Regions from separate parts of the Gossypium hirsutum genome. Here region 2 is linked to region 1. A link is a contact called in public Hi-C data. All regions are on one chromosome and are shown on one strand. The core of a region is the stretch at or near the end of the contact, and the rest is flanking DNA. Distances in the headings are between cores, read along the strand shown.

Region 1 (5,507 bases), core at 709-3,208:
AATTTAGCATTATATATTTTTTAATAAAATAGTGTAATTGATAATATATATAATTTGAATTAATATAATATAAAAAAATAAAAAATTTAAAGAAATATACAGGACTTAATATAATATTTGGTAATTGAATTGATATATATTTTTTAATTTGGTATCTAAGTTTTTTTGTCCAATTTCGCGCCTAAACTTGGAATTTTTCTAATTTGGTACCTAAGCGGTTTTTTGGTCCAATTTGGTACCTACACTTATCAAATGTAATACAAATTACTCCAATAAACTAATTAATAGTGTTATTTTTATGAGATAATAAAAACAATTAATGTATGATCGGCATCTAGCATATGGTATGAAATTTCTTTTTATATTTTAAATGTTGAATTATTTTTAGTTTAATTTAATTTTTAAATTTAACATAATGATTTTTTTTTGAATTTTTAAAACTTTTGTTTTTCTTCTTCAATATCCATTCATTAGGCATAGTTTAAAGCACAAAATTTTTTAACTTGGATTTCCTCTAATCCTAATGATATTTTTTTGTGGAATTGAGGGTTTCGTGAAGACCATACCATGCTTTAAGCATGTGATCTCTCTTGAATCTTTTATGCCATTAACAGTAAAAGTAATCTCAGTCCCAATGAAAAGTAAAATCTGAGCATTTTATTTAGCGAAACAGGAAAAACTTCAAATAAATATAATCATTCTTGCTATTAAATTCCACATCATTTCCACATGTCGGTCATACATTAGCTATTCGTGTCTCCTTATAGAAAAACTAACACCATTAGTGTTTGGGTGTAATTTGTATTTAACATTTGATAAGTTTATGTATCAAATTGGAGGAAAAAAACTTAGGTACAAAATTAGGAAAAAGTGTCAAGTTCAAGTACCAATTTTGACCAAAAAAAAGTTTAGGTGCCAAATCAAGAAAAAAAGTGTCATGTTCAAGTATCAAATTCAAAAAAAAAAAACTTCAAGTACCAAATTAAAAAAAAAAGTGTCAAGTTTAGATACCAAATTTTATATTAAGACTAAATATAAAAATAGTACAATTAAAAAAATTAAACTAAATTAATATTTTATTTCTTTAAATTATTATTTTATGCAATCAATAAGGTATCATTTCCATAAAGGTTAATTTATAAAATTAAAAATATCAATCTAATTTTAACTTTCATCTCTTTACATTATGAAAATGAGAAAGTTAGTCCTCTATAATTCAATTGTTGATAAAACACATGAATTTAAATGGTTGATTTTTACTAATTTGTAGAATATAAATTCTTGAACTATTGATTTCCATTGTAAATCAAGTGTTCAAGTGCTAATTTCAAGGTCAATGAGTTAGTCAGAAGATGTGCCTGTGTTACTTAATTGAACTAATTTATTATTCTTCATAAAAAAATAAGGATTAAATTTTGATAAATTAAAGTGAAAAAACTAACTTTTCAATTATCATAAAGTAAAGGGATGAGTTTCAAATTAGAAAAAGAGAATCATTAGTTTTTCAATTTCATTATTTCACCCAATCTCACACGTGTAAAGAAAGAAGAAGGTGTCGGTACAAGTGAGAGTTTCGTATGGGCCATTAGATATTGATATATTAGCAGTATATACAAACCATATCACTTTTATAATTACCTAGATTATGAATTAAACAAGGAAAATATTAAATACATATTTTTTCAATTAATGAAGAATCCAAACATACCTTTCTTCTTTTGATTCGGTGCTTTGTATTTGACAATTTTTTTTGTCGGTATTGTTGTTTGTACAGAAGGACATGAATCCCTTTCTTTAAAGATTAGGGAGAGATTATACATAGTTCTAGACATTGTATCAAGAAGAAAAGATATGATAAAATTTTATAATGAGATTAATGTTAAAAAAAAAATATTTTAATTTTATTATTTTACCCAACTTAAAAATATATATGAATTAATTTATTATCATAAAATATGGAGAAGGAAGATAATAAAATTTGAATGTCAACTACGCTTAAATGATATATGTATTTATGGGATTAAGTTTTCATTAAGAGTATAAAAGACAAAATTTTACTTAAAAAAATTAAAAGGAGAGAATTTCTGGTATGAGTAAGATATATAAATATACTCTTATTATTGATATTCTTATCTCACATTCTCACTCAACGCTTCCCTCCTTTCCTTTCTCCTCTTTCTTTCTTTCTATCTTTTTATTTTATTTTTAATCTTTTGCATTATCTCTTTCTTCTTCTTCTCCAAGGTAATGCTAAAGATCCCTCCTCCGTTGCCGACGCCGCAGTTTCTAGTTGTCTTGTTTTTCAATATATATATACAAAATGAGCACGTTTGTGTTGCTTTTAAGGATTTTGTTGGGTTTTTATTATCTTTATGTTAATAACAATGATATTTGAATGGTTTTAACAGGAGAAACTTAACAATGGCAGACTGCAAACATGGTGATGAAGAGTTCGACACCCAAGCCAATGAGGTAATAACATCAGTACAATACAAATTACCATGAAACATTTTAATTAATAAGCTTAATATTAATATAGTAATAATAAACAAAATGAAAAACAATCTACGCCGTTAATTGTTTCTAAAGCTTTCTTTACTTAATGATTGATTAAGTCCACGTTTGAGGGCTCACATGCAAATGGGTGTAGTCTAACCTAATTTATTTAACTCTAAATTGGGATTTTAGTTACCATATTTCTGAAAACAATTTCTTTAATTGCATTTAATTTCCAAAAATGAGACAGAAGATTTTTATTTCCTCTTTTGCGTGATTTATGGTGTTAAAAGTGATTCCATGTGAACAACTTTAGGATAGTAGCTATGTAGGGTCCCTTAAATCAACGGTTATCACGATGGCACGACAAGTTGTATACGTTTGTGATGGGATAGTGGTGAAATAATACTTTGTATTTCTTAGACATTCTTTTTGAAATGTCGGCAGTGTTGGGTTGTACGTACAACAGTAGCCTATTTTATTTTTTAAATTCGATGTGTATTTAATATAAGTTTTAGAAAATATATTATTTGTAATTAAAATTACAATATAAAATACAGGAAACAGCAAAGGCCAAAAAATATGGAGGACTGGCGCCAAAGAAGAAACCCTTAATCTCAAAGGTAAACAAATATTTAGATTAAAACAAATTGAAGTATGTGATGAACTAACAAAACAATATATTAAATGAATGTAGGACCATGAACGTGCTTTCTTTGATTCAGCAGATTGGGCATTATGCAAGGTAATATTCGGGACATTTTTATAAATCCAATAAATTAGATATTTGTGTAGAGACAAGACAATACTTGATTAACTTGTCTTAACAAATTCATGACATAAAGAAAAGGGGTCCCATGGTGCACTGGAAACCATAGGCTCAATCTGCTTTGGGCCCAACACCAAAAGAAACATTATTTGTTGGTTTACCTCACTCCAGTTTCTTATAAATCACAATTTTTGTATTAAACAGCAAGGTGCGGGAGTTAATCAAAAATCAACTGTGGCAATCGAGACTCTCAGACCAAAGCTTCAGGTGTGATAGTATACCATATATCACAATTTTATGTTACTGATTGCTTATCATGATTTATAAAATGATATGTTGTGAGTGTAGAGAACACCGCATCAACAATTACCACCGAGGAGACCTACATGTACATCTGGTCGAGATAACTTGGTGAGTTAATCAAAGATGATGTTAGTGTATTTGTTGGAATGAATTAAAGTTTGGGTTTGTTGCAGGGGCAGTAGATTTGATGAATTGGTGTGAGAATTTGATGAAGGTGATGAAAATGGGACGCTTTATATATATATATATGTTAATTACTTATCATTTAGTGTTTGTTTGTTGAGGAGATAATCTGCACACTTACCTATTATCATTTATCAATCATTGCTGGCCTTGGAATGTGTTTATCTTCTTAAGTTTATACCCCACCTTGCTTAATCTTTTTGTCCTTTTATACTTTGAAAGTAAATATACAGACGTAATCATTCCGATTTTTTATTATTATTTCGACTCCACCTTATAATTTGATTTTTTATTATTTTAAATCCAATTTTAATTTTAGAACTATTTTATATATTATAATTAGAATTGTTATTTTTTATTATATATTTTTAGTTATTTTTATAAGATTGAGTGGTGGAGGGGCAAACAAAAGCCGCCCACACAATTTTCTTCTCAAACAAATCAGTGAACTCTGTACTTCACCTAGTCTCCAAATTTGGTGCATTGATATATAACACAGCCACTTAAACTACACATTCTCCATTTGGGTTGAATGTAGATTTAGCTTAAGTTTGTATCTAATTATTGTCTTAATATTTAAAAGTTCTTTTTGGTTTAATAATTAAAGTTGCAAAATGTTGACTTCATATTTGTTATAAAAGTTAATATTTGGTATACTATTAAGTTATTTTTTTTTATTTTACAAGCAGCCTTAAAAAAAATTATCATGTATTTTTTTAATATTTATTTATTTTTAATATTTTACTATACCCTTATAAGACACTTGTCAATCCTCTAACTCTACTAGTGGAGTCTAAACACTCCATAGTAATGTACCAAATATTTTCTCTTGTTAAAAAAGAACTAACATGGCTTGTTGGTCCCACGAAAGATTTATAATGTAAAATAATTTTTTAAAAAATAAAATAGAAAAATTAAAAATTTAGAAAAAATCTCACCTTTTATTTTTCTTCTAAATTTTTAAATATTATAAATATATATTTGAAATTTATAATAATGTATGTAACCCCATACCCGGCCTAAACATTATGACTAGATTATGAAGGTTACGTTGCTAAATTGAAACTTCAACCACTTGTTTTCAAAACAAATCTTATTTTATAAATCAAAAGTTTGAAATTGTAAAACTAACTTTATATCTTTGGTAAAATTGTTGGTCACAAAAACATGTGATAGCGTCTTGAAATATTTGCTTACAAAACTAATTTAATAAAACAATCTCGACTTAGTTACTTGTTTCATAAAACACTTTATACCGAATAAATCTTTGCAGCGGCAAATCTCTTAGAGTTGTTTAATTTTGAAAAATGCTTATTTGATTCGTTTCATCAGAATTTATTCCAATTAAAAAAAACTTATCGACTAACTACAAACATCTAACCAATTTCAAACCAAAGTTAATGTCCAAAAAAATAAAATAGTCCGACAATCTAGTCCATAAAATCCAAAACAAAAGTTTCTGAAAGAATTAAAAACAATGAACCGAACTGAGCTCTTAAGCGCTGCCAAATCCTAAGTCTGAGGATCACCTAAAAAATATTAAACAAACAGAGTGAGCTAAAGCCCAGTGTGTGCCTCGATCCACGAGTACAAATCACATGAAAACATGCTTATATGCATATATTAGAACAGACAAATCAACAATCTCACATGTGTAGATGCACATATCAGAACAAAATTAATCCTACCCCCATTCGTTACACACCATTCCGTCCAACCAATCACACCAAATAGGGCTACAAGAACCCATCCAGCC
Region 2 (5,164 bases), core at 652-3,151, 150 kb before region 1:
TCTCCAACTCGAGATTAATAGCACAAGTACATTCAAAGAGTGGGGACCATACATGACCAACCAAACCTGCTATGGAAACGGGAAAAATAGGTGAAACAACGAAGAAAATGAGAAAATGGATAAGATGATCCGTTCCGCTCCATTATCATAGAATGGAAGGCACAGTCCGAAATAGAACAAGTACCCCCTAAATCCACCTTCTCTACAACCGTTCTCATTTAAGATCAGCGAATGGGGCAATCAGAGATAGAGCAACCCCTTCTCATATTCTCCCCCAACCCCAAGTAGTTGCCTGAACCTAATTTCTCTACAGAGACAGAGCCTATGGCAACAGATTACCCTCAGCACTCGGAACAATTAGCTAAAGATCCTCGCTCGAGATCAACAGATATAACCACAATCCAAACTTCAGAATCCCCTGACCAAAATCTACCACCAAGGAATCAGTTGAATCATAGCAAAACTCAGAATATACAACACCCTCAGCAACCAGAACAACTACCTAAACCCATGTTCTTCATACACATCTTCCTGCCATCAGAAACATTTAGCTACACCCAAGTCCCACAATTGAGATCCTCATCAAGATGGCAAGTCAACCCACAAACAGTTCCTACATACAAATTCTGCCTAAGGACAGAAACACAAGCGAACTCTTGAAAGTAAGCAAGTCATAAATGAGATTAATAATTCCGATTCATTGCGCCAAAAATATGAAACTCTGACCACTCCCAAAATAAGCTATAGAATCCATGAGCATGGAACTGTCCTGATTCATGGCCTACCCTAAACCTTACCACTAAAAACCCAATCCTGAGACAGAATCATCAACAATTCTTGTCTTTATTTCCAAATACTTTACTTAGATAAGAATGCTTAATGACTATGTTAGCTGGACATCGATGCACATCTGGTACACGTGTGAGACTGAATATTTTCAAATATTTTTTAAGTTTTTTCAGGTATTCTAAGAGTTACCATTGTCTGAAAATGTAGATACAAGTAATTCAAGAAAAACGAATCATCACATAACTTAACAAGCCCCAATACGAAACATCAAACCATGAACCTCTCAAATTTAAAAAAATGAAAATGATAAAACCATCTCTCAAACCATGCATCATCATCAACCACAGCTCAAAAATTAATTAACTAATACTTAAACATATTAAGAAAAGAGAAAAGAAAAAGAAAATTAAGCTCAAAACATGTTCTTAATATTAATAAGCTCACAGCTTCAAATCTCTTTTGAAAATGAGATTCAACAATCCCAAAATAACATTTCAACTAAGGTGATTATAGTAAACGAACACTCAATTCCACCGGGGGGAAAAACAACAATTGGAAAACACTAATCAAAGCTAGATCTTTTGCCATTAAAAATTTACTCTTCTTCAGTAGCAGACTCACCGCTCTTCTTGTTGTGCTTCCTTGCATACCTCTGGTTCCTCAAGAACTTGGGATCCATCTATAAATGTCCACAAGGAAAAAACCGTTTTTATTTATTTTTAAACGAAGACTAACTGAAAATTCGATTAGAAGATTTAAAAAAGATACCCCTTTGGTGGAAGTGTGGCGGTGCCTCTTGGGTTTCTTGATGCCATTCTTGTGAGCCTTGTAAGATTGATTGTGGGCAGTGTGGTTCTTTGACTTCGCCATTTCTGTTCACCCCGACTTCGAATCCAAAAACACCAACAAAATGAACAAACAATGTTAATTTGATCTGTAAACAAATGATCGGTTCTTTGAAAGAAAACCGATGGAAGTTAGAAGCAAAAACCTGAGGCTAAGAAGAAGATGCGGCTCTGACTAGGGCTTTTGGGGGAGGACAGGAAAAGAATAGTTTTGCCCTTTTTATTTGGAGAAAATTTGAACCCAATTTGTGGATTTCGGCCTTTTTCGTGAATCTGCTTAAAGCCTTAAAACTCATTTATTGGGCTTAATTCTGGATGCGAAAACATTTTGGGCCCATTACATCTATTTTATTCTATACTATATGTAATATTTGATTCTAGTTGAATTTGTTAATTTACCAAAAACTCAGACTTAAACTTAAAAATTTACCTCAAATTTTTCTCAAATTGAGCCCTAAACTTGTTTTTGAGCATATTAGTCCCTAAGGTTAGCATTTGTTGCACAAATAAATCTTTCTGATTAACAATTGGGTGACATGACCAAACATGTATGTTGCACATGAAAAAACAGGTGAGCGACATTAGTCTTCCTCTTTAATTCTTTTAAAATTAAAATATATATAAATTTCAAAAAAAGTACGGAAATCTTTTTGAAAAATTCTTAAAAAACATAAAAATATAGTTAAACTCGTAGAAAACTACAAAAAAAATAAATTATAAAATTCAAAAAATTGACTGACATTTACCGAGCATTCACCGATTTTAAAATTTTTTAATTTTCTAAAATTTTAACAATATTTTTTTAATTGAACTTTTCAAAATACTTTTGAACTATTTTTTGTAATTTTTTTGAAATTTTAAATAATTTTTCTATTTTTATATTTTGAATTCTAAATTAATTTTTTGAATTTTTATAATTTATTTATATTTCTTATATTTTCCTAAAAAAATGTATTTTTTTTAATTTATACACTTTTAAAATTTTAAACAACGAAAACATGTGTCCTTTTCCTTGTTTTGGCCACATCACTTGAATGTTCAAAACCTAATGATGTTAATTATAAGGACCAATTTGTGTAACGGATGCCAACCTTAGGGACCAATGTGATAAAAAAGTGTAAGGGCCAATTTGAGAAAAATTGTTAAGTTCAAGGCCCAATCTATATGATAAGCCTTTGTTTTACAAAGCAACAAATATTATTTTAAGGGTATTTTTATCTTTTTACATTTTAATATATATAATGAGTTTGAATCCAAAACACCTTAATATTTACTCTTTTAATTTTATCATTTTAACCAAAAACATAGTTTACAAGCTCTTGATTTAATTGGTATCACGAGTCAATAAAACACCAACTCGATTAAAGAATTACAAAATTATTTTTAGTTTTAATAATTAATAAATATTAATACAATGTTTTTTAATATATATTTTTAGTAAAATAATTCTATAATAAGACTTGAACTTGGTACACATGCATTTTAAACTTTTAACTTAACCTTTCAATCGATGCTTCGTCTAATATACAATTTTTTTTATAAATATATTATTTTCGTAGGTTTTTTTCACTCATAACGTAGGTGTCCCATAAAACTAGTGCCACGAGGCTAGAACATAAGCTTGGCAAACCGCGCGGCTTTAGGCAATTTCTTTGTTTCAAATCTACCTAAGTCAGTCAAACACTCGAAAAGTGAGAATTCTCCAAGAAATTCTCCAAGGCACCAGAAAATATAGCAAAACCAAACTCGAAACGAATGAGCAACGAGAGAATTGAAAAAGTCACAAGAAAGCAATGCACACCAAGTGTTTGAGTAAATGCTCTCAAATATATTCTTTAACTATCAATAGGATTCAATGGAATGATTACAAATGAATGTGGAAACCTCTATTTATAGTTGAGCTCCCCCAAAAAACCAATGATACAGATTGAGTTACTTCAATGGTCAAAATTAGAGTCCATCTACAATTGAGAGTCATAAGAGATTTAAATTCTATAAATATTTATCCTTTAGGATTTACATTAATTACCCTAGTAACTTTATACATTTATTCATTAATATCTAATTTGTATTAAGCAAATGTTTGAAAATGTTTTGTAACATTACTATATGCATTAAAATGATGCATGCTTCTCACATTAAATCTTGAAAACATTTGTAATTCGTTGCAATGATAATTCCTATACCCATTGAATCAAGCCACCGTAGGATGATCATGATCAACTAGTAAAAACATGAATTTCTATCCAATTAATGCATAAGCCTAATTCCTTAGGCATTCACACGTACTAATAATCATGTAACATTTGACCATCATTCTAACTTAAGTATAGCTCCGTGAAGAGTTACTTAACTAGAAGATTTTGAATGTATAACCATCAACTTAACACCTATCGCATTATACACCAAAAATGAGTCATCGTGGGATAGTCTCGCTGAGTAGCATTTTGTGACTAGTTGTCCTTTTTGAAGACAACTTCTTGAAATATCACATGATAGTACCTACCACAAAGGTCGACCCAACTACCATACGATACAAGAGAGTTCTAGTTACTTTCAAGAAATCTCCTTAGTGAGGTCCACATGACAATCCTACCGTAGGGTAGTTAAATTATCATGCCATTACAAGAAACCATTGATGGAGGTCGTAGGTCTTATTTAGAGACCTTTTCCCACTCAATATTTTAAGAAAACATGCAAGGTTTTTAATGTTTGGTTTCAATCATGAATGATCAATATATGCATGACAAGTACATGTGGCATTCTTCCCTAAACTATATAGCATGTGTATCATATATATGCATGAACATACATTTGCATTCATATAAATATCATCATGCTTATCTCATAAATTTAAAAGCATAAAAGTTAAATGACTCTGACCAACCAAAGTTTCCATGATTTCATCATAGAAAAAATAAAAATTACAAAATTCACCTAAAGCATATTTTGGGTCTTCAATTTTGTCACCGCGAACTTTTACTACGGCATTGGTTTAGGTTTCTATCCTCGTTGTCTTTCCGCTATTGTTTTTGTGTCATTGCCATTACCGACCACCTTCGAGCCATCGTCGATCATTGTCGGCCACTACCATCGTTGGCCAATTGTCGTCGATCATCACCGCCAGACCACTGACAATCTCCTACTATCGAACCACCATTGGTTTCGTGACCGTTCGGCTAGGTTGGCTTCGCATCGTCTCAATCAGTCTGGATGTGTCTCGATTCTCCGGGTTCCGTCGGGAAAATATTACAAAATTCTTATGTTCGTTTTCAACTAACATATTTTATTCTAAATAAATAATAAAAATAAATAAAAATTGCGTTGAGATGATAGTCCATAATCTAAAATATACATGCCTAAGATAATAATAAATTACAATTAATTTTCTAAGAATCACAATTTTGACAAAATTACTTTATCATCCATAAAAATGAAATAATTACACACATTCATTTGCATACATTCCCCTAAACATGCATATAATTACAAGAATGTCACATCTTATCAAATATAATCATACAAGAAGA

The links. Hi-C and Micro-C count contacts between places; a contact is called where the count stands out from the background.
Region 2: a contact with region 1 is called in a Hi-C map of leaf, with 3 times the contacts expected there. The contact joins the promoter of LOC121222450 here to the promoter of LOC107915098 in region 1. A contact is called at or near these places in 3 of 34 Hi-C or Micro-C datasets (callus and leaf).

What each region holds. Positions count from the first base shown.
Region 1 is chrD10:52,357,706-52,363,212 of Gossypium_hirsutum_v2.1, reverse strand. LOC107915098 reads left to right here and starts at 1,958. Exons shown (of 7, transcript XM_016844229.2): 1 at 1,958-2,244; 2 at 2,409-2,472; 3 at 3,057-3,119; 4 at 3,194-3,241; 5 at 3,470-3,532; 6 at 3,614-3,676; 7 at 3,742-3,907. The coding sequence starts at 2,422. The coding sequence ends at 3,750. LOC107915097 (a long non-coding RNA gene) reads right to left here. Exons shown (of 4, transcript XR_001689194.2): 4 at 5,115-5,280.
Region 2 is chrD10:52,506,862-52,512,025 of Gossypium_hirsutum_v2.1, reverse strand. LOC121222450 (60S ribosomal protein L29-1) reads right to left here and starts at 1,901. Exons shown (of 3, transcript XM_041103251.1): 1 at 1,781-1,901; 2 at 1,558-1,674; 3 at 1,196-1,468. The coding sequence starts at 1,659. The coding sequence ends at 1,385.